6 separate regions of the Mus musculus genome follow, and regions 1, 2, 3, 4 and 5 are each linked to region 6. The links are chromatin contacts, called in public ChIA-PET, HiChIP or PLAC-seq, Micro-C and promoter capture Hi-C maps. All regions are on one chromosome and are shown on one strand. Each heading gives the region's core, a stretch centred on a gene start, on an enhancer-like site or on the middle of the called end of the contact. The rest is flanking DNA. Distances are from core to core; before and after follow the strand shown. Region 1 holds the start of Anxa11 (annexin A11). Region 2 holds the start of Tasor (transcription activation suppressor). Region 3 overlaps Gm52095 (a long non-coding RNA gene). Region 4 holds the start of Ccdc66 (coiled-coil domain containing 66). Region 5 holds the start of Zcchc24 (zinc finger, CCHC domain containing 24). Region 6 holds the start of Arf4 (ADP-ribosylation factor 4).

Evidence for each region. Promoter capture Hi-C pulls out the DNA fragments that hold promoters and counts their contacts. A called contact is a pair of places that touch in the nucleus more often than the background predicts. ChIA-PET counts read pairs in DNA pulled down with a chosen protein or histone mark. HiChIP or PLAC-seq counts read pairs in DNA pulled down with a chosen protein or histone mark.
Region 1: a contact with region 6 is called in an H3K4me3 HiChIP or PLAC-seq map of the SCID.adh cell line, with 9 read pairs. The contact joins the promoter of Anxa11 here to the promoter of Arf4 in region 6. A contact is called at or near these places in 6 of 115 datasets of contacts at active chromatin or transcription factors (the SCID.adh cell line, epiblast stem cells, extraembryonic endoderm stem cells and 3 more).
Region 2: a contact with region 6 is called in an H3K4me3 HiChIP or PLAC-seq map of bone marrow-derived macrophages, with 7 times the contacts expected there. The contact joins the promoter of Tasor here to the promoter of Arf4 in region 6. A contact is called at or near these places in 9 of 39 promoter capture datasets (the 3T3-L1 cell line, the C10 cell line, cranial neural crest and 4 more), 2 of 484 Hi-C or Micro-C datasets (CD4 T cells and muscle stem cells), 4 of 115 datasets of contacts at active chromatin or transcription factors (astrocytes, bone marrow-derived macrophages, memory CD8 T cells and 1 more) and 2 of 9 other capture datasets (adipose tissue and liver).
Region 3: an RNA polymerase II ChIA-PET map of memory CD8 T cells shows a contact between it and region 6, with 49 read pairs. The contact joins the enhancer-like site here to the promoter of Arf4 in region 6. A contact is called at or near these places in 3 of 39 promoter capture datasets (the C10 cell line, cranial neural crest and pre-B cells), 1 of 484 Hi-C or Micro-C datasets (pre-B cells), 2 of 115 datasets of contacts at active chromatin or transcription factors (bone marrow-derived macrophages and memory CD8 T cells) and 2 of 9 other capture datasets (adipose tissue and liver).
Region 4: a promoter capture Hi-C map of pre-B cells shows a contact between it and region 6, with 2.8 times the contacts expected there. The contact joins the promoter of Ccdc66 here to the promoter of Arf4 in region 6. A contact is called at or near these places in 4 of 39 promoter capture datasets (cranial neural crest, hippocampal neurons, liver and 1 more), 1 of 484 Hi-C or Micro-C datasets (pre-B cells), 5 of 115 datasets of contacts at active chromatin or transcription factors (astrocytes, bone marrow-derived macrophages, cardiomyocytes and 2 more) and 1 of 9 other capture datasets (liver).
Region 5: a contact with region 6 is called in a Micro-C map of embryonic stem cells, with 7 times the contacts expected there. The contact joins the promoter of Zcchc24 here to the promoter of Arf4 in region 6. A contact is called at or near these places in 2 of 39 promoter capture datasets (liver and neural stem cells), 1 of 484 Hi-C or Micro-C datasets (embryonic stem cells) and 1 of 115 datasets of contacts at active chromatin or transcription factors (microglia).

What each region holds. Positions count from the first base shown.
Region 1 is chr14:25,838,854-25,843,526 of GRCm38.p6, forward strand. It overlaps Anxa11 (annexin A11), which reads left to right and starts at 3,302. Exons shown (of 15, transcript NM_013469.2): 1 at 3,302-3,442.
Region 2 is chr14:27,427,579-27,432,139 of GRCm38.p6, forward strand. It overlaps Tasor (transcription activation suppressor), which reads left to right and starts at 1,256. Exons shown (of 24, transcript NM_001114879.2): 1 at 1,256-1,806. The coding sequence starts at 1,491. Gm52095 (a long non-coding RNA gene) reads right to left here and starts at 1,049. Exons shown (of 4, transcript XR_003951011.1): 1 at 964-1,049.
Region 3 is chr14:27,402,504-27,407,116 of GRCm38.p6, forward strand. It overlaps Gm52095 (a long non-coding RNA gene), which reads right to left. Exons shown (of 4, transcript XR_003951011.1): 4 at 3,379-3,659. It overlaps Arhgef3 (Rho guanine nucleotide exchange factor (GEF) 3), which reads left to right. Exons shown (of 10, transcript NM_001289687.1): 10 at 1-1,408. Among named protein-coding and RNA genes, the nearest start is that of Gm34702, 4.5 kb to the left of the region's middle. Within about 2 kb of position 3,123, at least 103 of the 459 cell types and tissues checked have an H3K27ac peak or open chromatin away from gene starts, as enhancers often do. A contact at or near this core is called in adipose tissue, bone marrow-derived macrophages, liver and 2 more, where this site is marked.
Region 4 is chr14:27,505,363-27,509,840 of GRCm38.p6, forward strand. It overlaps Ccdc66 (coiled-coil domain containing 66), which reads right to left and starts at 3,098. Exons shown (of 18, transcript NM_177111.3): 1 at 3,060-3,098; 2 at 1,289-1,353; 3 at 276-301. The coding sequence starts at 3,070.
Region 5 is chr14:25,766,844-25,771,656 of GRCm38.p6, forward strand. Zcchc24 (zinc finger, CCHC domain containing 24) reads right to left here and starts at 2,229. Exons shown (of 4, transcript NM_001101433.2): 1 at 1,768-2,229. The coding sequence starts at 2,013.
Region 6 is chr14:26,635,023-26,639,586 of GRCm38.p6, forward strand. It overlaps Arf4 (ADP-ribosylation factor 4), which reads left to right and starts at 3,112. Exons shown (of 6, transcript NM_007479.4): 1 at 3,112-3,464. The coding sequence starts at 3,398.

The DNA of each region.
Region 1 (4,673 bases), core at 2,052-4,551, 800 kb before region 6:
ATCAGGAGGCTTCCTCAGTCACTTTCTACCTCGTTGCTGGGGACAAGTCTTTTCTTTTCTTTTTCTTTTTCTTTTTCTTTTTTTTTTAAGATTTATCTATTTTAATTTTATTATATGTGAGTACACTGTAGCTGTCTTCAGACACTCCAGAAGAGGGCGTCAGATCTTGTTACGGATGGTTGTGAGCCACCATGTGGTTGCTGGGATTTGAACTCAGGAACTTCGGAAGAGCAGTCGGTGCTCTTAACCGCTGAGCCATCTCACCAGCCCGACAAGTCTTTTCTTTTCTTTTCTTTTCTTTTTTTTTTTTTTTAATTTTTTATTAGGTATTTAGCTCATTTACATTTCCAATGCTATACCAAAAGTCCCCCATACCCACCCACCCCCACTCCCCTACCCACCCACTCCCCCTTTTTGGCCCTGGCGTTCCCCCTGTACTGGGGCATATAAAATTTGCATGTCCAATGGGCCTCTCTTTCCAGTGATGGCCGACTAGGCCATCTTTTGATATATATGCAGCTAGAGTCAAGAGCTCTGGGGTACTGGTTAGTTCATAATGTTGTTCCACCTATAGGGTTGCAGATCCCTTTAGCTCCTTGGGTACTTTCTCTAGCTCCTCCATTGGGAGCCCTGTGATCCATCCCGACAAGTCTTTTCTTACTGAGCCTAGAGCTTGGCCAGAGTGGCTGGCCAGTGAGCCTCAGGACAGCCTTGTCTGTCCCCAACTATGATGCTTTGTCCAAATTTCTCCCCCCTCAAGACAGAGTTTCTGTGTGCAGCCCTGGTCATCCTGGAACTCGCTGTTGTAGTCCATGCTAGTCTTGAACTCAAAGATCTACCTGCCTCTGCCTCCTAGGTGCTGGGATTAAAGATATGCACCCCCACCCATCCACCTGCATCACCTCTGGTGATGTGTCATGTCCTGGTGACCTCAACCACAAAATTATTTTCTTTGCTACGTCATAACAGTAATTTTGCTACTATTATGAATCATAATGTAAATATCTGATATGCAGATCGCCTTGGGGTACTTCTGTGAAAGTCATTTGACCCTGAGGAGTCGTGACACATAGGTTGAGAAACGCTGCCCTAAATGATTTATTTTTACATTCATATTCTCAGAAGCATTGGCTCCACCCCAGAGAAAAGCAGCCTATCAGGAGCCTACATTCGTAGCCTTTGTGGGAGGACCAGTTAAGTGCAAGAATGGGCCAGAGGAGTGGGGTTGCAGCCAGGTGACTCCACCCCCCCCCCGCCCCCCCACCATGAGAGTGTATGATAACAGTCGCTCCCTGGAGTCCAGAAAGGCTTGGGGCTGGTTTGGTGGCAGACTTCACAAGTCCCATGTCCCCACCATGTCCCCCTGTTCTTTCTGCCCTTCTGCCTGCCCCCATGCCTGCCCCCATCCCCTTTTGGTTTTCTTTCTTTTAAAGATTTATTTATTTATTTATTAAGTGTTCCCCCATCCCCTTTTGGTTTTCTTTCTTTTTTTTTTTAAGATTTATTTATCTATTTATTAAATGTTCTGCCTGCCTACAAGTCAGGAGAGGGCACTAGTCCTCATTACAAATGCTTGTGAGCCACCATGTGGTTGCTGGGAATTGAACTCATGACCTCTGGAAGAGCAGACAGTGCTCTTAACCTCTGAGCCATCTCTCCAGCCTGGAGGTTTTCTATGTGATGTTTTGTGTTAGGTTTCAAACCCTGGACCCTCAGAATTCCTCAGTCCTTACCTTACAGCCTGTGGCTGGCATACCCTGCCTTACCTTACAGCCTGTGGCTGGCATACCCTGCCTTACCTTACAGCCTGTGGCTGGCATAACCTGCCTTCTACCCACAACTCTGCAGGCCACGGTACAGGGCTGCTTTTCTCTACATAATATAATGATTTTAGTTACCCCTCCCCCTTTATTTTGTACCTTTAGCTTCTAGCTGCTGTACCTGGTTCTCCTCTCTCACCCATCTCCTTTCCCCTCCCCACTCTCCTCACAAGGCTCTGGGTCATGACCATTCTGGATTCTCCCAGATGTGTCTGCCTTTGACTATGTCTCTTTTTTCTCTACAATAAACCTTCTCCTTCACCATACCTAGGAGTAATCATGTTCCTCTGCTATTTATTTATTTATTTATTTATTTATTTATTTATTCATTCACTCTGAAACCTTAAGCCTGAGTTTCCCGCTGTGAGGCAGTAGCCTGGCAGGCTAGCTCATTCCGATCTGCTGGAGCAAGCAGACCACACCTGCCAACCAGGCTTCTTCCGGCTCTTACAGTCCACTGGGCTCCTAAAATGCAAATGACAAATGGCTTGTTTGCAAATCAAAAGTGGGCCATGAAAGAAGTGTACCCCAGGTGGGAGCTAGATAGTGAAGAATCCGTAAGGGGTGGGGGGAGATCCTGTGCAGTCTTCCGAAGAACCTGGTTGGTCCTGGGGCGTCAGTTGAAAGGACACTCGAATATAAAGTGAGGGGAAAAAAAAATACTGCAATCCTGTTTTATAAACAAATACATTTGCTTAAGCACAGCAAGCAACACAAACGTAGAAGTGTGTTGAACATCTGGAAGGAGGTGCCTAAATGTGAGCTGGGGAGAGTAAGAGACTTAATTTTTATTTTTAAATGTTACACAATCATACTCACTATACTACCTTTTTCTAAATAAACAACCAACGTGGGTCTTCTCCTGTTATTAACATATTAGTATTTTTGCTACAATAGATGTACCAATATTGATGCATTGTTATTAAATCTATATATGGTCCAGATGTCATTGTTTTTTTTAACTTAGTGTCCTTTTCCCAGGATCCCATCCAAGATGTCACATTACTTAGTTTTCATATCTCCATGTGACAGCTTCTCAGACTCCTCTTGTTTTGACAACCTTGAGAGTTTTGGACAGTCCTGAGTTCCTCAATTGGGGCTTGTCTGATATTTCTGCACGATTACTATGGGGTCATGTGTCTCCAGGAGGAAGACACCACACGACAGAAGATCAATATAAATTACCACTGCTGATGTTGGCCCTGGTCACTGGTTGAGGTGGTAATTTTTTCCATTGTGAAGTTTCCTCCTGCCGTACACAGTGACTGTTTTAAGTTTTTTTTCGCTGTCAAACTCCTGAAAATAAACACCCGCGAGAATGTCCTCTCATCCTGAGGTCTAGAGCGGCTTTGCTCCGGAAAGCTCGGGGCTTCCTACAAAGCTACCACTGAAGCGCAACCCTCACCTGTGGGCGTGGTCCCACGCACCCCGCCCCTCCAGAGAGGCTCCGCCCATCTCGTGCGGCTCCGCCCCGGGGCGACAAACGCGGCCGCGCCCGGAGAGTTTTCCGCCTTGCCGGCTCCTCCTTCGACCGTGCGCAGACACTCTCGGGTTAGGATCCAGGAAAGCGGGAGTAGGAAGGAGTTGCTATCCGAGCTCAGTGTCCCGGTCCCTGGTGCCAGGTGCGTGAGGGTCCCGGCGGGCGGCTTCCGCATGAGGGGTATTCGCGCGTGGCGTGGGGTGCAATGTTCCCCCGAGGACAAGGCCCGGAGTTGAACGGGGTCAGGGCAGGTGAGCCTGGGACCGCAGGGTCCCAGGGTGTGCGAACTTGGGGGTGACTGAGGTCTTACCTCAGTGCGCTTCCGGGAGAAGCTTGAGCGGAGCCCAGCGGGCCGAGAAAGCTGTCTTTGGGAACTTTGCTCCGGAACTGCAGGGCGCGGGTTCCTGGACCTGCCACCCTGGGTTTATATAAGGCAGGCTCCTAAGCGGTCCAGAGAATGCACGATTGTGCCAGATGCCGTGTTGCCTGCCTGTCTTCCTTACCGCGTATCCAGCTAGGATCCCTCTGCCCCTGCCCCCGCTTCTCGTTCCAGAGTCTTCAAGAACGCTTGCTTGAGCTTGGCAACCCGGACGTCCCGTGGGCTCAGGCCAGTCTCCTAAAGGCGTACAAGGTGTCAAACAAATCTGGGGGAGAATAGCTAAACTCATGCTGGGCACATTCTCTTTAGAGATTTTTCTCCCCGCCGGCTAATCAGTGGGCGTCCTTGGAGATTGGGTTTCCCAGACCCTACACCTAGAGTGTCAGCCTACCTGTCTGATCCCTTTACAGGATTCAACTAGCTTGCTCCCTGCTTGCTCCGAGGCTGCCTTGCCCCGAGGCTGCCTTATTGCGGAAGAAAGCTACAAATGCGGCCCTGGGTTGGGCTGTTCAACTTTGTTGATGGCGGTGTGTGTCATTGTCGAAAGGATGACTAGACTTGGACCCAGATCCTTGCGGGGAAGGGCCAGGTGTCTTGCTCACCCTCAGCCTGCTCCCATTATTCTCCTTCATTATTTTCTTGCTTCCGTCAGTTGTTGGGAATTCCTGGAGGATTAACAGGGCTGTTCCCCCAAGGCTTTGTCTGTTCTCGGGATTCTCTAGCTGGGGAAGCAAGGTGAGCTCACCCACACAGTCTGTTGCTCTAAGACAGGTGTCCACTTCGGATTCCTCCATCCCTTCCTGATACCTCATTAATTTCTGCACTGTAAAATGAGGGTAATTATAATTCTTATTTCATAGACTCACTGTGAGGATTGTGTGAGTTAATTTGTTGTCTTGTTAATTTGGGGTGGGGGTTGTTGTTGTTTGTTTGTTTGCTTGCTTTTGAAACAAGGTCTACCAATTTAGCATTGGCTGGCCTGGAACTTGCTTTG
Region 2 (4,561 bases), core at 6-2,505, 790 kb after region 6:
CACGATGCCAAACAATGGATGCTTATCCCAGATCCTCTGCTGCTCTTGGAGAGCTCTTCAAGTACCAATCACTTGACAGAGGCTGTGGCTCTTTTGCAGTTTATTATCTTGGCCTAACAATTCCTTCAGTAATATTGAGGTGTTGGGGGACAAAGACCTGGGCGTCCTGCTGCTGTTGCTTAGAGATCTTGAGTAAAAAGTATCCCGTGTTTCTTCATCAAATGCATTATTGGGCCGGAGCTGCTTGAAAACTAGGCCTTAGGCTGTATAAATACTTTGGATGAAATTAGACCTGGCTTTTGTCATCTCAATTTGCCTAAATTTCAACATTTAAATTGTGCAAAAGCATCTACTTGGTATCTGTTGTGAGAATGTGTCTATACAGATGGTAACTCAGAACCCCTTACCTAGAAAGAAACTATTGAAAGGCCCTCCCTTCATTTCACTATCAAATTGTTTTCTTCTAGGTGGTCGAACATTCTTCTAGGTGTGCGAGCATTCGTGCCTCCCATCATTAGGTTGTAAATTGTGCGGAAGAATCCCAAATATTGAATGTTTGCTTATGTAGTGCTTTGGTCTGGAGTACGACCAGTGCTCGTGATCTACTGGGAAAGCAGAAAGTCTGGATGGAATAGGATGTTATCACCCTGCTTATCACTGGAGGCCATTTTCTTATCTCTCTTCACTGCCTTTCTTATTGTTTGTTTATAGTCTTTATGCATATAGGTGGCTTGCCTGCATTTATGATAGAGCACCACACGTATACCTAGTGCCCTCCGAGGCCAGAAAAGGACTTGGATTCTTTGAAGTGACTAACTGCTGGTTGAGTTGTCCTATGTCGGCTGGAGCTCGAATTCTGGTCCTTTGGAAGATCAGCTCAGAGCAGACCGATCACACGACCAGGATCAGCCAATTATGTGCCGGGTTTGGTCCACAGACCTCCGGAGGAAAGAAGGTGCTTACTTGCAAGAGTACTGTCCGAAAGACGTCCTCTGGGCTTGCCTCCGTCAAACGCAGTGCGGAGAGGGCAGGGCCCAGGAATCCGCAGAATGCTGCCAAGCCCAAGCCCTCACTCTGAAGCGATGGCGTCGACGCTTTCCCCGGGCGTGGCACTCTCCTCTTTTGGCGGGCTCGGCATCGCGAGGCTCCGCCCTCCTGGAACGGTCTCTCTGCAGTCGCGGAGGCGGGCTCTGCATTTCTATTGGTAGAGCGGGTCCGCCGAGGCCCCGCCCCCTCCCGGGCCCGACGCGAGCACGTTGGGTAGCCAGGGCCGGTTGAAAAGCCGCCCGAATCCGGAGCAGCTCCCGGGGCGAGAGGCACGCTTAGGGCCGCGGTGGCGGTTAAGAGGCGTCTCTGTGGCTGGAGTGCGGTCCCCGGGGGCGGAGGGGCCGGGTGGGCCGAGACCTCGGCGGCCTGGCCCGCCGCCCTTCCTCCCCTACGCCCGTCGACCTTGTGGGCGGAAGCTCCCTGGAGCGCCTCACGCCCGCGCGATGGCGACTGCCGCGGAGACGGAGGCCCCTTCGACGGACGCGAGCTGGAAAAGCCGCGGCGGCGGCGGCGGAGACGACGGGATGAAGCCAGCGCTTCCGGAGCTTGAGTCCTCCCTACAAAATGGCGGCGGCGACGGCGGCGGCGGCGCGGGGCCTGAGGAGACCGCGGCAGCTGAAGCCGCCCGGAGCTACGGCCACGAGCAGCCTCAGCAAACCTCCGAAGCGGCCGCGGCCGCTCTGCCCAAAGGCGCCGAAGAGCCGGAAAGGCCTTTTAGGCGGAGTTTTCAGATCCCCAGGAAGAGCAGAGAAAAGAAAGGTGGTGCCTCCCCTTCCTCCCACCCCCTCTCTCGCTTCCCTCCCCCTCCATCTTTTTCATTAAGACCTCTCTGTCTCCTCTCCCCACACCCATCCGAGACACGTAAACACGCACGCAAGCGCCAGCAGCCTCTCCGCTCACGGCCACGGCCGCCCAGCCGCCCTTGGTGCGAGAGGATAGGGTGGAACCACGCTCCGCCGCTCCCCCTCTCCCCGTGGAAGTTGGAAGTAGCTCAGGTTTGAAGCGTTTCCATAAGGCTGCGGCTCCCCGAGCGGAAAGATGGTGCTCGGTGCCCCTCTTTTCCCCCAAGCCCCGAAGGCAGAGAAGCTGATGGTGGCCTCCTAAAGATGCTTCTGAGAAGTCTGCTTGTGGAAGTAGCCTGTGGCCATGGATTCTGAGGCTTTCTCCAAGGCCACTGCGTTCTAAGGACAAGTGTTTCTCACTGTGGAAATTCTTCAGCTCTGTGTGTCTACTTGAAATGTGCTCGATGTCAGCGTCTTCTATTTAGAAAACTCTCCATTAGTATATGCGCTCCATGCAGTTTTCCATCACACTTCATTTCCATGTAGTTTTTTTTTTTTTTTTTTTGGAAAAGCATTAGCTTACGTAGGTTCTTCTGTATAACTTCCAAGCCTAGAATGACTTTTCTTAAACGATTATAGGAACAGTTGGGTTGCTTACTTTTTGAGATCTTAGTGCCATATTGTAAAACGTACACTTTTTTTTTTCTTAGAGTAGGTTTTGACTGTCCGATAATTTGGAATTTTCTGGATTTGACTTAAACACTTACCTTCTTACTGCGTGTTTTTTTTTTTAATTGTTTATTTCCCAAATCTTTTTTTTTTGTCATTTGAATATCTGAAGATTTAGAATCTTGATTGGAACCGTGCATCTGGGTAACCAACTCTCTGCACAACTGAGATTATGAAAGTATAAAGAAAGTTCCTTTCTAAATGGATGACAAAGCGAAGGAAATAGCATGAGAAACCATGCAGAGAAGGATGAAGTTGATCTTTGCCGGCTGAAGTGAATGTTTCTAGAAATACTCTTTAAATGATGTAATACTTTAGGGTGTAGGGCAAGACAGTGAATTCACTTGATGTCGTTAAGGTGTGTATGGCTGTGCTGATACAAGAAAAGTTAGATACTCATCCCCAACCGCCAGTTGGTAGAAAAGGTGAGAAGTACTTTTAAGTAGGGCCTCATAATGTAGTAAGGGCTTAACAGTTTCAAGCTGTATCAAACCTTTTTGACATCCTATTTTGGATTTTAAATGACTAAGGCTTTGAACAAATCATTAAAACAAGACTTTAAAAAGGGACCAGAAAACTGGCTTAGAGTCCTTTAGGATTCTGTTTGAAAATTTAGTAAGGTAGTATGTACTTCTTAAATTTCATAAGCCAAATCCAGAAGTTGCTCTAAAATGACTGCCCTTGAACATACTAAAAGTGGCACAGGGAATTAGGGAGTATAAACCTTAGCTGCTTTTTCCGTGGAGTCTGATGTATTCCTTGGGGGAAATGAGATAGTTTCCATTTTGCCTAGGGATATGATTTTTACTTTCTCAATTGTAAGGGAGGTTGTAGTTAGAAAAACATGGTAGGGTTTTTTTAAATTTTTACTGAAAATAATTCTTAATATCTTACTGTAAATCAGGCAGCAGTTGTTCAAATAGTACATAATAGGGTCAAATCAAAACTTTACAAAAACCAAATAATAGAATCTCCTTAAGTTGTTCAGCCCTTCGACTTGAAATGCTCCTGTCTCAGCCTTCCTGCTAGGTGGAATTACAGGTGATATCATGATCTATTAATACAGCGCTTTCAAGTAACTATTTTACCCATCTCAGATTTTATTCTAAATTGGGAGAAGTTAGTCTTTGAATTTCAATTTTATAGTTAAAAACATTGTCACTTTAGAACAGTTACAAGAGTCTTTTTCCTTTTTTTTTTTTTTTTTAAAGACAGCCTTACAGCCTTTTACATAGTCCTGGCTGCCTTGGAACTCACAGAGATCCACCTACCGTTCTCTTCAGAGTGCTGGGATTGAAAATAAGCAATACCAGCCTTACCTGTCTCTGTCTGTCTGTCTCTCTCTCTCTCTTTAAACATCACTTAATTGGATATAGTGTGCAACACAGAACAAATGGTTGGAAGGAAAACAAAATAGTATAGAGACTGTTAAGTTTCCTTCCATCATTGATGAGAAGGTTTGAAAGTATGTTTAGGATTTAGCTTGGTACTAATGGTCATCTGACTTGCTAGTATAAAAATTTTTTTTTATAGATTTACCAGTCTTAACTGTTTTCTGGTGAAACTTAAAGTTTGGATGTTAATTTTTAAACAATTTCTTAAAATACCATTCAGTATAATTTATAGGCCATGCTGCCATCAAACATGCAGCCATCCTCTTGTCTCAAGTTTCCTAAGTGCTAAAGTTTCACAGAAATAGGAACTTGTCCAGCTCTTGAAAGTTTCCTTGATGACAATAGCATGATATCTAAATGCTGCCATTTTAGTGGTATACTGGCAAGCAATATTGTACTTGATAGGTTGTAGACATTGCTCTTTGTACATAATTACATCTCAACGATTCTTTGTGGTAGGTATATGTCCATTTTACAGAAAAACTGAAGTACTGAGAAGTCACTTGTCACTTAATAAATGGAATTTGAACATGTATAGACAACTTGGAACTACTCAACTCTAGTGAGGTTATTCCTAATAGTCTAAATTATATTTTTATTTAGGGAGGC
Region 3 (4,613 bases), core at 1,873-4,372, 770 kb after region 6:
GGAGGAAGCCTTGTTTTGAAGCCTGTGGTTTCATCCAGTGCAAGTTGAATGTAACAATCTATGAAGACCTGAAACAGAAGTGGCTTTAGAGAGGGCCAAGACAAAAGCAGTTGCCAGACAGGCCTGGTGGCACAGGCCTACAAACCTGGCACTTGGGAGCAGAGGCAGGAAGATGTGGAGTTCAAGAACAGCCTTGGCTACATACCAAGTTCTAGTTCAAACTGAGTTCCACAGTATAAACAAAACAGAGCTAAAAGCACCTGCCAGCTCTGACTATTCAGCTGAAGTGGGGGACAGCTGTGGGAAGTGTTTGTCATCGCCAGTGGCTTGCCATTAGAAAAGCCATTTCTAGCCTACGACAACAGAGATTGCCAGGGGCCCGAGAAGATCTGCCAAGGTTATAGGACCCCATCAACCTTATGTTTCATCCACCTCGGCCACTCCTCTTTTCTAGTGGAAGACTGTGACTGCACCTGGGACTCTGTTTACAAACAAGAGAGAAGGACTTGGGGGTGAGAAGCGGGTCACTGTCACTGAAGCCTCCTGTGCAAACCACGGAAACTGAAGTTACTCCGGGCGGTCTCAGGATTTCCTGCTCTGCTTTCAGGCTCTGGTTCTTGAGCTACAGTCAGACTGGTGGTTAATTCCTCTTGAGGCCAGTTTCATTAGCTCTCATTATCTAGGATCAGCTAGCCAAACTGGAAACTTCTTTGTTCCAGCCTTGATTTACAGAGCAAGGATGGGTTCAAACAAACAAACAAACAAACAAACACACACCATGAGGAAAATAAAATGTTCACAAACTAAACAGCTTCTTGCAAGTGTAAATACTTAGGGGATTTGTACAAAATTATACCCACACCAGCACTAGTAGTAATGATTCTAAATTATTGCCAAAAAAGTTTTTTGTTGTTGTTAATTTCTGCATCAAGTTTACAGAAAAGGAAGCAGCAAAATACAAAGTTGTCCCTTTACTGTACACATGGGTCATGTGCATTCAAAGAAGCTGTGAGACAAGAGCAACCAATAGAAAAACAGGTATATGACATGGTTATTTTTCAAGACATATTATGATCAGTTCTACCCTGTAAAGCATATTTCTGTATTTATAGATTTTAACAGTGGTGAATTTTTTTCTATTACAAGTTTATTTAAAACCATTTTGTTTCCCAAGTTGCTGAATAAACAAACCTGCTCCAGGCAGACACAGTGGAAAGCTGAGACAGGACACTGGATGATGGAGAAAGCTTCAACTGTTCTCTGTAGAGCCGCTGGCCACGGTGGCCAGTGAGTCAAGGTCTGTCAGCCTGTGGGAAGAGAGTGGACGGATGTTTTGGTGAAATGAATACTTTTGTATAATGGCCTTAAACTTTTCTGGAAGCATTTCAAATAAATTGCATTAAAAACACCTTTTCCTCCTGTGTACAGTGTGTGCTCAGCCATCATCAAGTCTCAGGTTGTCCTCTGGAAAGGCAAGAGTTTCTTTCTGAAATTTTACATGTGGTTTCCAAATACTACTTGCGGAAATAAATAGTGCGACTGATGGAGCAAAGCTGTTACAGAACATACATTTCTGTTTTCTCAAGCATTCTGCTCTGATTTCTTTTACCATGTATACTTAGTGTACACCATTTATTCACTTGTGTGTACTTAGTGTATGTGTGTGTGAGGCATGCACGTAAGTACACAGGTACTGCCACACTTGAGTGGAGGTCTGAAGACAACCTGAGTATTTAGTTCTCTCCTTTCACTGTATGAGTTTTGAGGACGGAACTCAGGTCATCCGGCTTGGCATTAGCAGCAAGCACCTCTCCCCATTTTAGCCATCTTGCCACCCCTCGCCCCTTCACTCACCTTTATCTATGCCCTATACAAAGCTTAGTCAGAGCTGTGACAGAAAAGAAGCATTGCATCTCACTGCGGACACAAGTGACTGACGGTGAACTTGAAGCTAACAGGGGTAGTGGTGCACACCTGTAACTCCAGCCCTTAAGACGCAGAGACAGGAGGATCTCCTGAAGTTCAAGGTCAGCTTACTCTGTATAGCAAGTTCCAGGCCAGCTGGGACTGCATAGTGTGATCATATCTTGAAACAACAAGGAAAAGGAAGGGCGAAGGGAAGTTTCATTTTTAAGTTACGCTGGAATTTTAGTCTGCTTGTTCACTGAAATGGTTTTATTTCTCTGACAGAGTAGGGCTCTTGTTTTGTCTATAGAAAGACGGGACAGGTTAAAGATCTTAGCAAGCATTTCCAACAGCATGTTAGTCCGGTAAGGTTAATGACGAGTTTTGTCTTTATGTGTCTGCCATATCCTTTAACACACTGTCCACTCCTAGATTTGGCACAGCGTTCACATAGATGGTAAGTCCAGTTTTGTTTTTCTCAAGGGAAAAAATATCAAGTTTTCTGTCTGCAATCCCAGCACCGTAGAGGTTGAAGCAAGAGAATTGTTTTAATTTGATGGCTAGCCTGGGCTAGATAGTACCAGGTCAGTCAGCTACATAGTTAAATATCACACACACACACAAAATGAAAAAGAAAGGAAGGAAGGAGCCGGGCGTGGTGACGCACGCTTTTAATCCCAGCACTCGGGAGGCAGAGGCAGGTGGATTTCTGAGTTCGAGGCCAGCCTGGTCTACAGATCGAGTTCCAGGACAGCCAGGGCTACACAGAGAAACCCTGTCTCGAAAAACAAACAAAAAAAGAAAAAAAGAAAGAAGGAAGGAAGGGAGTGAGGAAGGGGAGGAAGGAAGAAAGGAAGGGAGAAAGTGAAAGAAAAAGAAAACCCGTCTGCTTTGTTCTCTGGTCTCCCTTTGCCCATGCTTCAGAGACATTTTGGACAGTCTCCACATTTTGTTTCTAGAGTGGCATTGGCTTGTTGACTCTAGGCGCTGTATCTTTGCTAGAAGGTTAGTTGTTGGTGCTGACATTTTGAGAGTTAGTACAAGTGGCGGCAGGCTACATGGGCTTCAGTCTGCTCTGAGGCTGTTATAGTACATGCAACTAGATGTAATCCTTGTAGTCAAGACACAATGAAAACAGCCGGGGCTGGCAATCTTGTGCAGAATTAGAGTGTGGTTTCAGTTTCTGGCTTGTGGTCACTGCCACTGACTGCTTTAGTTTCCATTGCCAGAAGTCTCCAGCTGCTAAGAATGCAAACTTCGTGGTTGTTACAGGATGCTACAGCCCATCTCGGTGAGCAGCCTGTTCAACTTTATGTTCTCTATGCACCCATTTTTTTTTTTTTTTTTACTTCCCCAAATCTAGAGCACCACCTGGTTCTAGAGAATGGACATGCAGAATTGGAAGACAGTTCCCCAAACCCAGAGCTGTCTATAGGGATCTTAACGTCATCAGGATCAGAAGCCCCACATGAGCAAGGCCACCTTGAGAAGAGGTCACTACCCCTCAAGTCTGTGTAGGCAGACAGTTTTAACAATGTCACTGCTCCTTACATCACACCTTTTTTCTTCAGGAATGTTGGTGGTTCTCCCAGTCAGCAACAGGCCTACCTAGACAGAGCGGTTTATCAAGGGGTAGCCTAGTTTCCTTTGTTGCTGTGATAAATACCATGACCGAAAGCAACTTGGAGAGGAAAGGGTTTATTTCTACTTACAGTTTCAGGTTACAGTCCCATCAAGGAAAGTCAAGGCAGGAACTGAAACAAACCATGGAAGAATGATCTTTACTGGTCCACTCACTGATTTATGCTCAGCCAGCTTTTTCTTTTTCTTTTTAATGTATCTCCCTGCCAAAGGGAATGGTGCCACCCATAGTGGGCTTGGGTCTCCCTGCCCCCCACTAATTATCAGTGAACACAATTTACCATAAACATGGCCACAGGTCAATCTGATCAAAGCTGTTCTTCAATTAAGGTTCCCTTTTCCCATGTGATTCTACATTGTAAAGTTGTTGCATGAGACCCTGTCATAACATACATACATGGTGGGGGGAATATTTGAGATACAGAATGTGATGGGGAAGGGGACCCAAAAGGGTAACAGTATGAATATGACCAAAGTACATTATATTCATGTATGAATACAAGGGAGCAGGGAAGATATTCCATTGGTAAAGTACCTGTCTTGCAAGCATGGAGACTTAATGTGATCCTCAGAATACACTACACTTGCAAGGTGACATGGCATGATCTTGTAGTTCCAGACTGGGAAGATGGAGGAGATAGGGGGATCCTTGGAGCCCACCTAATTGGTTAATCAGAGACTGTGTCAGGGAAGGTGGAGAGTGTGCCCGGGGATGACACCCAGGGTTGTTCTCTGGCCTCCACTTGCACACACACACACACACACACACACACGTATACACATACACCTGTATTTGAAGAAATGTCACAATGAGGGACAGGGAGAGTTGGCTCGGTCTTAAAGGGCTTGCCGTACAAGCATCAGGACTTGAGTTCAGATCCGCAGCATCCATGGAAAATCCTAGCACTCGGGAGGTGAGCATGTGAGAGCATGTGTCTGTACCTCAGCACCTGGGGAGGGGGTTTGCAAATGAGCGGACCCCAAGGGCTCACTTGCCAGCCAGTCTAGCCGACATGTGGAAGTTTAGACCAAATGAGAGGTCCTGCTTTGAAAGTTCAGGTGGCGAA
Region 4 (4,478 bases), core at 1,848-4,347, 870 kb after region 6:
GGGAGCCAGCCCAGTAGTTAAAAGTGCTTGCCATGAAACTGTGAGGACCAATGTATGGATGCTCGGAGCACACATAAATGCTGGGTACATATAAAGGTTCGTCTGCAATTCTAGCAAGTAAAAAGCAGACACAGGCAATCCTCCAGCGAAAGCAGCCTAGCTTGCCTATCTATCTGCACGGAGTCCAACGGAGAGGCTGTGACTCAATAAGTAAAACCAATGGAAAGATGCATTTTTCACGTGAAAACAGGTAGGGTCAAAATCACTTGGCTTACCTTCACAGAAACTTTTGATTTATGCTCTACAAAAGAAAATAAAATTACTAAACTATAAAACCCAAAACATATTAAGGCAGTGATAAAAGAAAATGCTAAGAACGAATTAAGATGTTAGGATAAAATTACTATCCCAAAAGCATTAACCGCAAGTCCCACCTGAGTATTCCCACTTTTTCAATGTGGTGGTTCAAATATTCACTCCCATTTCACTTTTATTTCAATAGTCTTTCCAAGGAAAGACAATAAACAAATGGTGGTGGTGATCAGGCAAGTAATTGACGGAGAAGACTAAAAAACTGTACTGAATCTAAAAACTAATGATTTTAAAAAAGACTTTAGCAACTGTAGTTGTACTATATAAATTTAACTTTCTCACACAACATAATTATCTGAACTCAGGGCTGACGAGATGGCTCAGTGGGTAAGAGCACTGACTGATCTTAAGAAGGTCCTGAGTTCAAATCCCAGCAACCACATGGTGGCTCACAACCACCCGTAATGATATCTGCCGCCCTCTTCTGGTGCGTCTGAAGACAGCTACAGTGTACTTATGTATAATAATAAAACTTTGGGCTGGAGCAAGCAGGGACTGAGCGAGTGGAACTGACCAACCAGAGTGAGCGGGGCTGACTGGAGCGAGCAGAGGTCCTAAAATTCAATTCCCAATAACCACATGAAGGCTCATAACCATCTGTACAGCTACAGTATACTCACATGCATAAAATAAATAAATAAATCTTTAAGAATTATCTGAACTCTACCTGTATTACTTATTAGGCAACAAGGTATGGTAACACCAAAAACATTACACATGAAATATATTTTATGAACCAACATAGACAATAGTGATCACTGTCACAATCTGACTTTACTTGGATAAATATCAATTTGTAGACATTAAAAAGAGGCTTTTTCCAAGTGTCATTTAACTATACAAGCAAAACAAACATCTATTAAACTACCACATAGTCTACATACAAACATTTTCGACGTCCAAAAACACAGCATACCATATGGGGACAGTATTAACTTGGTTTTTCCATCCAGTAATTCAGTTTCAAGCTTTAAACCATCTCTGCAATATAAAAGAAAATTGTTTTGACAAGTTTAATTTAACAACTTTCACTAAATAGCAGCCAGGGATATTTATATGAACCTTGAAAGTAAACCTATACCTTTGAATGTATACAGGAATCACATGACCATCAAAGCAGGGGTTTTGGTTGGTTGTTTCTTTTAATTCACATAGCCCAAGCTGCCCTCAAACTCACTATGTATGTAGACCAGGCTGGTTGACCAGGCTGGCTTTGAATTCCTGATTCACCTGCCTGAACCTCCCTCAAAGTAGTCTTTAAATTTTAAAATATTGTTTTCAAGGCTGGAGAGACAGCTCAGCAGTGAGGAGCACTGTCTATTCTTGGCAAGCAGAACCAACATTGCAGTTAACAAGTGTCTGTAAAGGCCCCTCGGGTCACCAAGGGCACCAGCACAAGTGGCCCACAGACTTACATGCAGGCACGATACCCATTCACATAAAATTAAAATAAGTATTTAAAAAGTATGTGTATATATGTGTTCATACATACACATTTTTTTTAACCTAAGAGGGAAAAAAATACAAAAGACTTTCTTACAACTTTTCAGTGAGGCCAGCATGTGTCATGTTTAACCTGAAACCTGGTTTTTGTTACTGGTAAGAAATAAAGCAACCCAGTTATTGCAGCATCCTTTAACCTGCAGCTCTATACCAAAAGTCCCATGCTGCTACCAGAACTCCTTAGCCAGGTACAAGACATAGATAAGCTATTTATGCGTTTTTTGTTTTGTTTTGTTTTTAACAATTTCATGACTGACAGATTCCAAGGAGGAATAGACGCGACTGAAAGATGGCTAAAATGGTCACCAATGTGACGGCTGCTTAAATACAGAATTCCACACAACTTGGACTATTTCATATACTACACGATTGCTTTAGTGACTCTATTACTATCTTAATAAATAAACAATAAACTTTGGCTAATATGACACTTTACATGTCAAAAGCGCCACCATAAAGAAACGGTAAACACTACCAGCAAAACTTACGTTGTCTATTAAAGTCAACAAAATTCTGATGGGATTCTACACACAGTATTACACAGTCTTACGGGGGTGGGGTGGGAACGGGGTGGGCGTTATGTGTCTATGAACAGTAATGACGACAACGTCAAAGAGAAAATACCAAACCAAGAAATTAAGGGCGAGCAGGTTGACTAGCAACTTTAAACTCAGAGTTGCTTTGGTAGCGAGAATCAAAGTGCCTGCGTTTGTAAAAGGAAACAATCTGGGAGATATAGGTTGTCAGAGGCCACCCCGTTGCAGGACTACAAACAGCTCATGGGTACGTTAGAAGGCAACCTCTTGAATGAATCTGAAGTTGCTAAGTCTCTATACTACCGCCCCGCAAGCTTACGGGGCAGGCTGCCTCATTGATTTCTAAACTCCCAGAAGAGAACCTAACATTCAGCTTCTGGATGCGCGGTTACGTCTAGGTCTGGTGGCTGGTTTTCCTAAAACGATGAACTTCTGAAGATGAAGACCGCACCCCAGACTCGGTCCAGCCCCAGCTGAGGATGCTCCAGCTCAGTACGGGGCAGCCGTAGCTCCCCGAGCATCTCGCCCTCTGGGGCGCCATCTCCCCTCCGGGGCGCTCCAACACCACGGTCCGCGCTGGACCCGGAACCCCGCCCGCCGCCACGCGCCGGCTGAAAGTTACAGCCCAGCGAGTCCCCGCCGGCTTACCCCAGGTTCATGGCCCCGCCGCCCACCCGCAGCTCGCTCAGGTCACTTGTGTACCCAGCTTGCTGCCGCTGCTCAACAAACGCTATGCTGATTGGTTGCCGGGGGCCAGCCGAGCCAATCACAGTGGGACATGCTGGCGGGTCCGTTCGTTGATGCCGGCCTCCCCGGACTCTAGATCCCTCTCCGGGGGCGTCTGCGGTTTCTTCGTGATCACCGCCAACCTTGGGGAGCCGCCTTGGCTCTAATGGAGGTTTCCAAATAGGCAGAAACAACAGATGTAACCATTCTCTTTTATATTTGGAGGAGAGGTTTATTTAGTTGAAGGACTTGTGACGCCTAGGACACAGAGTATATGTCTCTGTCTCTTCGTGCTTCCCACACCTTACAGGCTGAAGTTCTTTAAATACTGCAGCAACAGTCACAGTGTGGACCAAACTCGTATATCCGTCGTTAGCAGTGCTATCTCTGAGGCACGAAGAGGCAAAAGGACTTGCCTGGGTCACTGACCACTTAACAATTATACTACAGATCTTATATCTAATGTGAATATGTGTATAACCCCAGCTGACGCTTTTAGACTCAGCCCAAAATTCCACTTGTTGCTCTTCCAGAGAATCCCAGTACTCACGTCAGGGGGCTAAGCCTCCTGCAGCTATATCAATCCTGGTGTCAGACTGGAGTCGGGGAGGGCGCACCCTCGGCAGCCTGTTTCAGAGTGAGTTCCAAGACACCACCATCCCTACCCCCATCCCCACCCCCACTAATCCCCACATAAAAATAAACAAATGTCACTTCCATAAAGAAGCTGCTGAGGGTAAAGTGTAAGAAGGCAATGTCAGCCGGGCGTGGTGGCGCACACCTCTAATCCCAGCACTCAGGAAGCAGAGGCAGGCAGATTTCTGAGTTCGAGGCCAGCCTGGTCTAAAAGTGAGTTCCAGGACAGCCAGAGCTATACAGAGAAACCCTGTCTCAAAAGAACCAAATAAATAAATTATTATTATTATTAGTAATAATAATAATAATAAAAGAAGGCAATGTCTACCTCCCTCCTCCTAGGATCCCAATAGTAGAGACATTATTAGGGTCACTTCCGGAGCATGCAGGAGGGTTTTCAGGAGTTTGGGCAATCCGAAAGTAAATGTAAAGTCTGCACTTAGCAAGGCTGGCGACAAGCTCAAGCTCACGGCTGGATGTGATAGCTGGGCATCTGCTCCCCTTGAGTTCCCAGAGCCCACGTGTCATTACAGCAGTATTGGATTTGGTTGGCTGAGAGGGATGCTCAGGAGGGAGTCCCACGAACCTCCCTATCCAGTCCTGCTATCAGGGAGTGCTATCTTATGCAGACAGGCCCATTTAAGCATCCTGAAGATGGTGGTAGCTGGGCTTGGAGGATAGTCTAGTCCTATGCAACAGAAATCC
Region 5 (4,813 bases), core at 979-3,478, 870 kb before region 6:
CCAGCAGAGACCACATGTAAGGAATGAGGGATGCTGGGATGGGAGCTGAGGGAGTCTTAGTAAAGGCTCCTTAGGGACCCTGCTGGGTCATGGGACCTCTGGGTCACAGTCATCTCCCTAGATGAAAGATGTTCCCTGAGTGCACCTCTATCCAACTATGAGCCATGAGAACACTCCATCACTCACCTTCCTCTCACACACGTATTGTCTATGCTCCCCCCTGCCCCCCCCAGCCCCAGGCTCCTCACCCCTGTCCTGTGTAGAACTCAACAAATATTTGCTAAGAGAATTAATAATGGAAAACACCCAGCCAGTAAAGAAATACTCCACAAACAGTTCTCCAAAGCCTTTGGTCACCTAAAGTCAGCTCCCCAAGAGACAACACATTGTTACAAGAAAGAAGATCCCAGCCAGGAACCATTCCGCAGGGCAGAGAGCATGTGTTATGGTTTATAAAGAGCCTTGGCATGTAAGTGCTTTCCCCCACCCCCACCCCCACTCCCACCCCGGGCTCTGCAGGCACCTTTCCAGTCTTGCCCCCATACCCAGACCTCCTGCACAGCTTCTATTCCATAGGGCAGCAGGGCAGCCTTGGGAGTGCTGGCCTTTCACATGTCTGTGAGTCTTCCCGTAAACCATGGCAGTGTTGAACACATACCTGAGACCAGAAAGGGTGATCTCCTGACGCCACATCTCAACCCCAGCACACTCCAGCATATACAGGCCTCACTCGCAATGACCTCTGGGTCAGAGGTGAAAGTGACCCCGTGTGTGTCCCTCTACCTCCTGCGTCTTTTAGCAGAGGGAAACCACAGGGGGCAAGGGAAAGGCACAGAGGGTATTGGCAATTTCCAAAATGGAGCAAACGGATGTGGGGTGCCATTAGTAGATGGATTCTGGGAAGGCTCTGGATAAGACCCGCAAAGGAGGCTGGGAGGTCACGGCCACCTGTGTATTTATCTAGCTGGTAACATGCACTGTCCAGTAGACTTTGTAACCGAATCCATTGAGCAGGCAGCCTTTGCAACACATCCCAGGTTTTGGGAGAAGGCACTAGGCAGCTGGAGCCCTCCCATCGCCACAGCCTAACCCTCCCCCCCCCGCCCCCCAAGGATTTCCCTTTCATTTCCTTCCAGCCTGGGAAGGCAGGGGACAGAACAGTCTGCTAGGTCAAGCCCTCAGAAACCACTTCCTATGTGCCTGGGGGAGGGCAAGCAGCTGCAGGGTGGATCTAGGGGTTCCCAAGTGGTGGGAACAGGAGAAAAAGCCCCTGGAAGAGCAACTACTTTCCAGGGAGCCCTCCAGGTTAAGAACTATGGAGGTCGGTGGGAGGATTCTTTTAGGCCCTTTCAGAGTTCAGAGCAGGTTCTGCAATCCTCCGTCCCAGAGAATGGCAGCCAGAAAAGTTCATAAGGTTGGGCGAAGGAAAGACTAGGAAGGGGCTCCCCGCCCTAGCCGCACCCCGGCAGTCTGCAGAGAATCCGGAGACACCCTTGAGCCTGCTTACTAGGAGCAGGGCTCCAAACTCGGAGAGGGGGCGGGAGGGCCCTGCCCAGGCCTGAGCTGCTCCGGGAGGCTCTGCCGGGAGGTGACGCGCTCCTGGTGCCCCAGGGACTTCGGGCGGCAAATTTGGCAGAGCTGATCGAAGTCAAGCCAAGCCGAACTGGGCAATGCGGGGCCGGCTTGGGCCATGCCAGGAAGAGCGGAACAGATAGAAGAGGGGCCTGAAACAGTGAGCGCCGGGCTGGCGCGCGCTGGGGCACCCACCTCTCCGCGCTGCAGCTGGAAGACGCTGTTAAGATAACTGGAGTGCAGGGGAGAACCCAGCTGCTCCGGGCGGCCCTTGCCGAAGGCCAGCTCCGGGGGCGCGGCGCCGGCGGGAGGCTCGGGCCGGAAGGCATCGAAGGCACTAGCCTGGTGTGTGTCCTGAAGCGACAGGTAGACCCAGTTGAGTAGCTGGGCTGGCTGGTACACCGAGGCGGCGCTCGTGTCGATGGCAGACAGCAGGCTCATTTTGCCGTGGCGGTGCCGGCCCCTCCCCGGCCGCCCGCTCGCGCCCCCCTCCCGGCGGAGGGGCGGGCACCGGGGAGCCTGTGCCCACTGCCAGCCGCCCCGGCCCCGACGGCTATCCGCCCCGCGTCCCGCGCCCCGCGCGTTGCCCGCAGCCGCCCGCCGCCGCCGCCGCCTCCCCGAACTGCAGCAGTGGGCGCGCACGGGCGGAGGAAAGAGGCAGAGAAAGTTGGGCAGGAAACTTTTGGCCCCGCCCCGCCTGCTGCCAGCCCCGCCTCGCCCGGGGATCCGCTATCTGCCTCTGCGCTGACCCCTCCGGGGACCGCTCCTAGGGTGGGGTCCACAGAGACCCCGCCCCACCCCGGCCAGTTCGGTCCTATCCTCGCTCCCCCATTGGTTGTCTTATTGAATATGAATGTGGGGGAGGGGCAAGACAAGAAAGAAGGCGGGTCCGCACATGTAGCACGCCGCCGACCCCCACACCAGGAGCGGCCCCTCCCGAATTTCCCCCCTCCGCCCCGGGGTCAGCTCAGCTCCCCAGCCTAGGAGCTCAGAATCAATTGGGCCCAAACATTCAGTTGGTTCTACTGTATGCTGGTTCCCATCACTTCCCAGGAGCTCTCTAGTTAATTAGGCGTTTGCAGCTTTTCCTTCTCCCAGTCCCTCCTCTTGCTGTTAGTCCGATTGTGTTTCTGTGACTGTCTCGATGTTCTCTAACGACACTTTAAACGTGTCTCGTTTGAAGCTTCCTTCTGTCTCCCTCGCTTCCCTCAAACACACACACACACACACACACACACACACACACACACACACACTCACACACACACACACACACTCACACACACACACACACACACACACACACACACACACACACTCCTCGCGCTATCACCATAGGACCCTCCCCCTCCCACTTAATTCCTTCCATCTGCAGAATCGTTTTGCGGACAGCCTGCGCTGAGGGGGGCCCCAGGTTCCTGCCCAAGGAAGGGCTCCCCTTCTCCTCCCCCCTTACACCCCCTCCCATCTCTTCCACTTCTCCTGTTTCTACTCCAGGCTGGCTTTTCTCTCCTCTTCTGCTCCCTGGGTCCAGCGTCAGCTCTCCCTAGTGTCTTGAAGGGGTTCCAGGACCCTGGCCTACAAGATCTCGGAAACCCACATTTTCCTGGAGGAGCCCGCATTAGCCAGTGGCTTCCCAGATCCTGAGGCCTTCATTCACCTCACAGTCCCAGAATGGTGTGTGCTGCCCCATATCCTGGGACCCAAGAACCAGGTCCAACCTCTCAGTGCCAACTCAGAGGAACTGACTGCCCTATGGGGACTCAAGTCACCTTCACCTCATTTGGCCCTGAAGCCATTCAGCCTGGTGTTAAAATGCCAGTAAATGGACTTCTGATGAGCCACCTCCCCTCTGCCAACCAGCCTGTGTTCTCTGTACTATGGGAATGATTATATTCATACTGGGTAGCTGTTGAGTGGAAAAATAGATTCAGTAAATAGAAGCTGTTTCAGGAAGGTCCTTTGTCCCCCAACCAGTCACCAAGCCAGGACACCTCAGCACATCTGTAGATGCTTGAATTCAACAGCTTTCAGTGTGACAGAGAGCTAGCCTGTGTCACCAATTGAGAGACCCTTTGATCTCCCTGTTTTGAACCAGTTTGCCTATCAAACAATTGGCAGTTACTAATTCAAATGACAACACGTATGCTAATAAAATCCCAATATGCTTCTTCATTCAAGACTTATCTCTAAGCCAGATGTAGTGAGCTTGATGCTAGCCTGGGCTGTAGTGGGTTGGTCCTGTGCTGTTGTGTATTCAAATGCTAAAATCTGTACCCCAAGTTCTGGTTGCTTCAAGGTGAGCAGATCCTCTTGCATACCATCTTTTGCTGTAAAAACCTTGCCCCCCTGCCCCAAGTGTTGTGAATTTGGTCTGACGCTTGTATTGTGTTAAATGGGTTCCCAAAATTGCAGGAGAATACGCATGTAAAATGTTGAGGGTCCCTGCCCCAAGTTGGTTCTGATTGGAAATTAAAGTTGCCAATGGTTGGGCAGGGAAACAGAGGAGGGACTTTAGGATTTTCGGGCAAGGGGACCAAGGAAGATGATTTAAAACCACCAGGCTGGGAAAAGAGTAAGCCTGAGAGGTATAGAAGAGAGAGCATATCAATCACATAAGAGTGGCTCCAGAGGGGCCCCGCATTGGGTCTAGGGCATCAAAGATGGAATATAGATTTTAGTAAGTAATAACTCAGGAATATCGGAGGAGGCAGGTTTTAGGCACACGGAAGTTTGGGGGTGGCCCAGCCATTGAGCTGTTTGAGGCATATTAAACTATAAGGCTGTGTGTGTGTGTGTGTGTGTGTGTGTGTGTGTGTGTGTGTGTGTGTGTTTCATCCGGGAACCTAGAACACTGGAGCAGGTACTGTGGAATGCCTGCTGCTGATGTGAATTAAACATCTATTACTATCAGTGATTGGTTAATAAAGATGCCTGTAGCCTGTAGCTAGGCAGAAGAGAGGTGGGCGGGGCCTCAGTTCCCAGGCTTGGGGTCTGAAGCAGGGACTATTGAGGGAGAAGGGGAGAGGAGAAAAGGAAGTTCACAAGGGTAAATGGATTGTGAGCCCATGGCCTTGAGGGCCAGCCTGCTGGAGTAGAAGCTGTCCAGGCAGAACAGGACAGGTGTTATCTTGGGGATTATCACAGGGAAGTAGACAAAAATACCACAGAGGGTTGGTATCTGCCCCGCTCTAGTACTTTAAGGCTTATTATAAATATAAAGGTCTTATGTCTTTCGTTT
Region 6 (4,564 bases), core at 1,862-4,361:
TCCCTATTATGACTTTTTTTTTAAAGATTTATTTATTGTTATATGTAAGTACACTGTAGCTGCCTTCAGACACACCAGAAGAGGGCATCAGATCCCATTACAGGTGGTTGTGAGCCACCATGTGGTTGCTGGGATTTGAACTCAGGACCTTAGGAAGAGCAGTCAGTGCTCTCAACCGCTGAGCCATCTCTCCAGCCCCTATTATGACTTTTTAAAAAGCTATCTGGTTTGTATCTTAGTTTTTGGTTTGGACTTTACAAAACTTAAATAAGGGCTAGAGAGAGAGCTCAGTGAATGAGCACAAGTAAATCCTAAAAAGATCAGGTGTCAGTGGTTGGCTAGAGGCTGCTAGCAAAGAGAGGTTAAGTACAAAGGAGTATGGGTAAATTGGTTTTGTGGATAACAGAAATAGAACCAGTGGTCTCATGAATAAGGATATAGCAAATTATTTTATTCAAGGCCAAGTAAAAATATAGAGTTCATATGCTACAGGGGAGCTGCTGGCTCCAGTGAGCCATGGTTACTATTTGGGGCTTTCTTTTGCAGGCCCAAGAAAAAAAGGAGTTCTTTTCTAGGCATGGTACGCAGGTGGCTTTTTGTTTTGATTCATAGGCTGATGTTATGTTTTTGTTCACTGCACATGTCCTTTCTTACATTGCATCTTGTTTTAATTATATGCATGCCCCATCATGACTAGGCATAGGGTAGTTAATAGGTGAGTTTCCCATGCAAGTTCACTCACAGGATAGTTTGGCATAGTTTAGACTAGATTGTCCCAATGCCCTTAGTTTGGTTACATGTTTGGCCACAAAAGGGGAGTTTCTAAGGGTTTCTCAGGAACTAAGCTTAATGCAGGTGAGGGTCTCAGGTTGCAAGGTACATTATTGAAAAAGCTGTGTATGTATATATAGCTCAAGCTAAGTGGGGACCTAGGTTGTCAGGCTATGTCTATGCTCACCAGCCTTAGAAACAGTTATATGGCAGAATATATGTTATTAAATTGTACACTTAAAATTGGCAAATCAGTGCATGAAGTTATATCTCAGTAAAGTGATTTTTTTTTAAAGTACAAGTAAAGCTCTTTTTTTTTTTTTGACCCTTTCAATATGGGTTTCTCCATTCCCTGCAAAGTTTTCCTTCCTTCATAGTTAATCAGGTAACTGCTAATGACTACTGAATACTATTTTAAATTCCTGTGCTGTGTCCACATGCTTGCATACAATATACACAGATATACAAATATACAAATATACACAGTGATAAACTGTATTATTGCTGGGTTCTCATAGAGTTCAGGCTTTGATAACCTTGTCTTCCTGATCCTCCACTTTCTATCTGACAAGAGCTGGGATTACAAATGTGCCTTATCACAGATGGCAGAAACGTGTGTTTTGTTTTAGAGTCAGTCTCATGTACTTGAGGCTGGCCCCTGCAGCCTGTACTCTGCAGTGGAGCATATCCTTGGTCTTCTCATCATCCTGTCACCACCTCCCATCTGTGGGGAATGAATAAACTCAAAGCTTTTATGACAAGACTTTCATTAACTGAGCTATATCCCTAAAAATCTATTTTCATATCACCTTACTGTATTTACTATTTGTCCTCCATTCCACTAAAGCTACTTTGGAGATATTTTTATTAGGATACTGTGTATAGTTCTGATTTATTTTAATTCCTCATATTATCCTAGAGTGTGGATATACCATAGTTTATAGGTCATATCCCTGTCATTATTTGCAGTATGCCAAGTTCTCTGTTTCCTTAATGCTTTCAGACAAGAGGAACGGTGGGCTCTTGCCAATAACATTAAATAGGAAGCCTTATTTCTGAACAGAAGACATCACACATTGAACCTAAGAAATAGAGAACTGCTCAAACAAAAAGTACCTTCCTAGAGAAAATACTTAAGAGCTGGTGAACACTAACTAGGAAGGGTAGGATTGTGGGCGCTACTAACGGTAAACTTTAGCAATAGTTATAAGGTGACATTCTTAGATAATTTGCTTCCCCCCTACATCGTATTTTGTAACCAGTAAAACGGTAGTAAATTCTTCATTATTATTCTGGGAATAATAGGAATGAATAGGACAGACAAGGTTCCTGTTTCAGAAACGCAGTCTTTAGTTGACCTCTCAAAAAATTAGTACTCTACTGGGTGTGGTGGTACAAGCCAAGAAACCTGGCCATTCTGGAGGGTGATGTAGGAGGATCACAAATTCGAGAGCAGTTTGTCATCTCAAAAGGAAAACTGTCCACAGTGGTAGAACGCTCTTAGCAAGCTTTGAAATCCTGGGTTCCATCCTCAGTACTGGAAGCGGATGGAAAACCGTCATAGCATTCTGATGATTCTTGGCGTCATGCCTAGGAGTTTTCCACCTTTACTCTGCCAGCAGGTCTGTTTTTAATTCTCTCTGGAGAAGCTAGAATCAGATGCTGCCCTTGTGAAGGCCAGCCACGCTTTAATTACTAATACTTTCACCCAACTGCAAAAATCAGAGACCCCTTTATCCTTAGAGGGATACTTTAGATGTCTATAAGTTTTTTTCAAAAAATGAATAAAATTAAGTCTATGCGAGTAAAGACTTTCCTTTGTTGTGCGGGTTGTCTTTGGATCTCCTATCCCTGCTTGCTGTGAGCAGCGAGCTACTAAGGATATTTCACATGAAATCCGTCTCATCGCATGTCCCTACCCAGCCTGGAAATTTTTTATTAAAACAGGGTCCATCTTCGTTCCTTCATTGTGACAAACTTACTGGTTGCTTGCAAGATTTGATTACATTTGTGGGAGTGGGAAACCACCGAGGCTCCCGTGAAGAAGTCACCCAGAGGTCAGCAAGAACGTCACCACTCAGCCCACAATGCACATCTCGCCTACCCGAACCTTGGACTACTACTATTCATCCGGGCGGAAGCCACTCACCTCGAACCCCATTGGACGAGATGCAGCAAGGACTCATGGGAGCCCGCCTGTCCTTCCGTCTGCCTGTGCCAACCGTCTTCGCTGGGCTCCACGTCCGGTAGTTCGCACGTCGGCGTAGCGGGCTCAGGCCCATTGCGCGCAGGCGCGGTGGCCCGGGCGGCGCCTGCAACGCAGGGGGGTGGGGCAGCGCTGACGCGATTCTGTCCGCGTTGGAGCGGGCGGGCCGCCGCCTGAGTCTCCGCGGCCGCCGTGTGACGTGGCACAGCCGAACACTTAACGCCGCGCCGGAGCCACCGCACCAGACGCCTAGCAGGTCCCGGTCCCGCTACGTCCTGTCCCGCGGCTTCGCCGACACTCCAGCCAGCGAGACAGGTCTTCAGCGTTTTCTCCTCCGCCCACTCGGTTGTGAGCCGGAACCGTGAAGGCCCGAGGGCGCACCAGACCCCCTCCTTTTGACCGTCAAGTGCCACCACCGCTATGGGCCTCACCATCTCCTCTCTCTTCTCGCGCCTGTTCGGCAAGAAGCAGATGCGCATTTTGATGGGTGAGTGAGGGACCGGGGCCGGGGAAGGCCATGTGTCTTCGCCAGCCGGTGGCCCGGCGCCCAGCCTTCTCCGGCTGCGGTGGGGGAGGGCGATCAAGAAGCATCGTTCGGGGAACAATGGGGGCGAGGGGCGAGGGGTTTGTTTCCCACAGAGGCTGAGCCAGAGAGTTGGGCCAGATTTCCTCGCTCCTGGCTTTACGTGCCTTTCTCTTCCTGCTGTAATTGAGAGCCTGGGGAGATTGAGCGGAGATAGATGTAGGGTTAGCTCACACTGGCGGAGCTCATTCTAAAGGTGCCGTTCTCAGGGTGCAATCTTCCTTCCACCTCACTTCCCTGGCGGTGGGCAGCGGTCGAGAGTGAAGCTGGCCTATTCCAGCCTTCCTCCTCCTCCCCCTTTCTTGGTCGTGTACGCCCTGTGCACACAACCATCGGTATGTGGCCCGGGCCAGGAGCCGCCTGGGGCAGGAAGTGACCAGGCCCACTGTGGCGAAGTCACACTTGGTGCTACCCAAGATTCGGAAAAAAAGTCCGGAGACTTCTGAGCTCACTTTGCTTAACTTTGCCTTGCTCTGGATTCGACTTTCTTTTCTCGTGATTATGAAGCCTATTCTGTGAAAATGAAAGTTATCCCATGGCTGTCTTTCAGTTCTAAACCTGTTTGGTTTGCTATCTTTGCTCTTTCATACGAATCTTATCCATTTGGCCTGGATAATAATAAAATCCAAAAGCTTTTAGAGACGAAATCTTTTTTTTTTTTAAACGGATAGTTGTAAAGCACCTCAATTGAGCTACAAAAAAAAAAAAAAATCGTTTGTTTAAAAAGCTGCCTCGCTGTGACAGGTTTTATTGCCCAGCGGAGGCCTTTCGCTTGGGCATTGTAAAGTGGCCTCTCCTTAGTACAGCAGTCTACCTCACAGCTGAGTTGCAAGGACCTGAATGACGCCTTTTAAAAAGCCCCGAGAACACTGAATGTTGACGCTTGTTGAGTGTGAGGAGCAAAGGGTTATTTTGAGCACCCACTCCTATGGAGCGCTTCAGTTTCCGTAGTGCTGCAGAGCGTGGCTGTACAAATTGGCTATTGTTAGTTTGTTCAGCTTCTT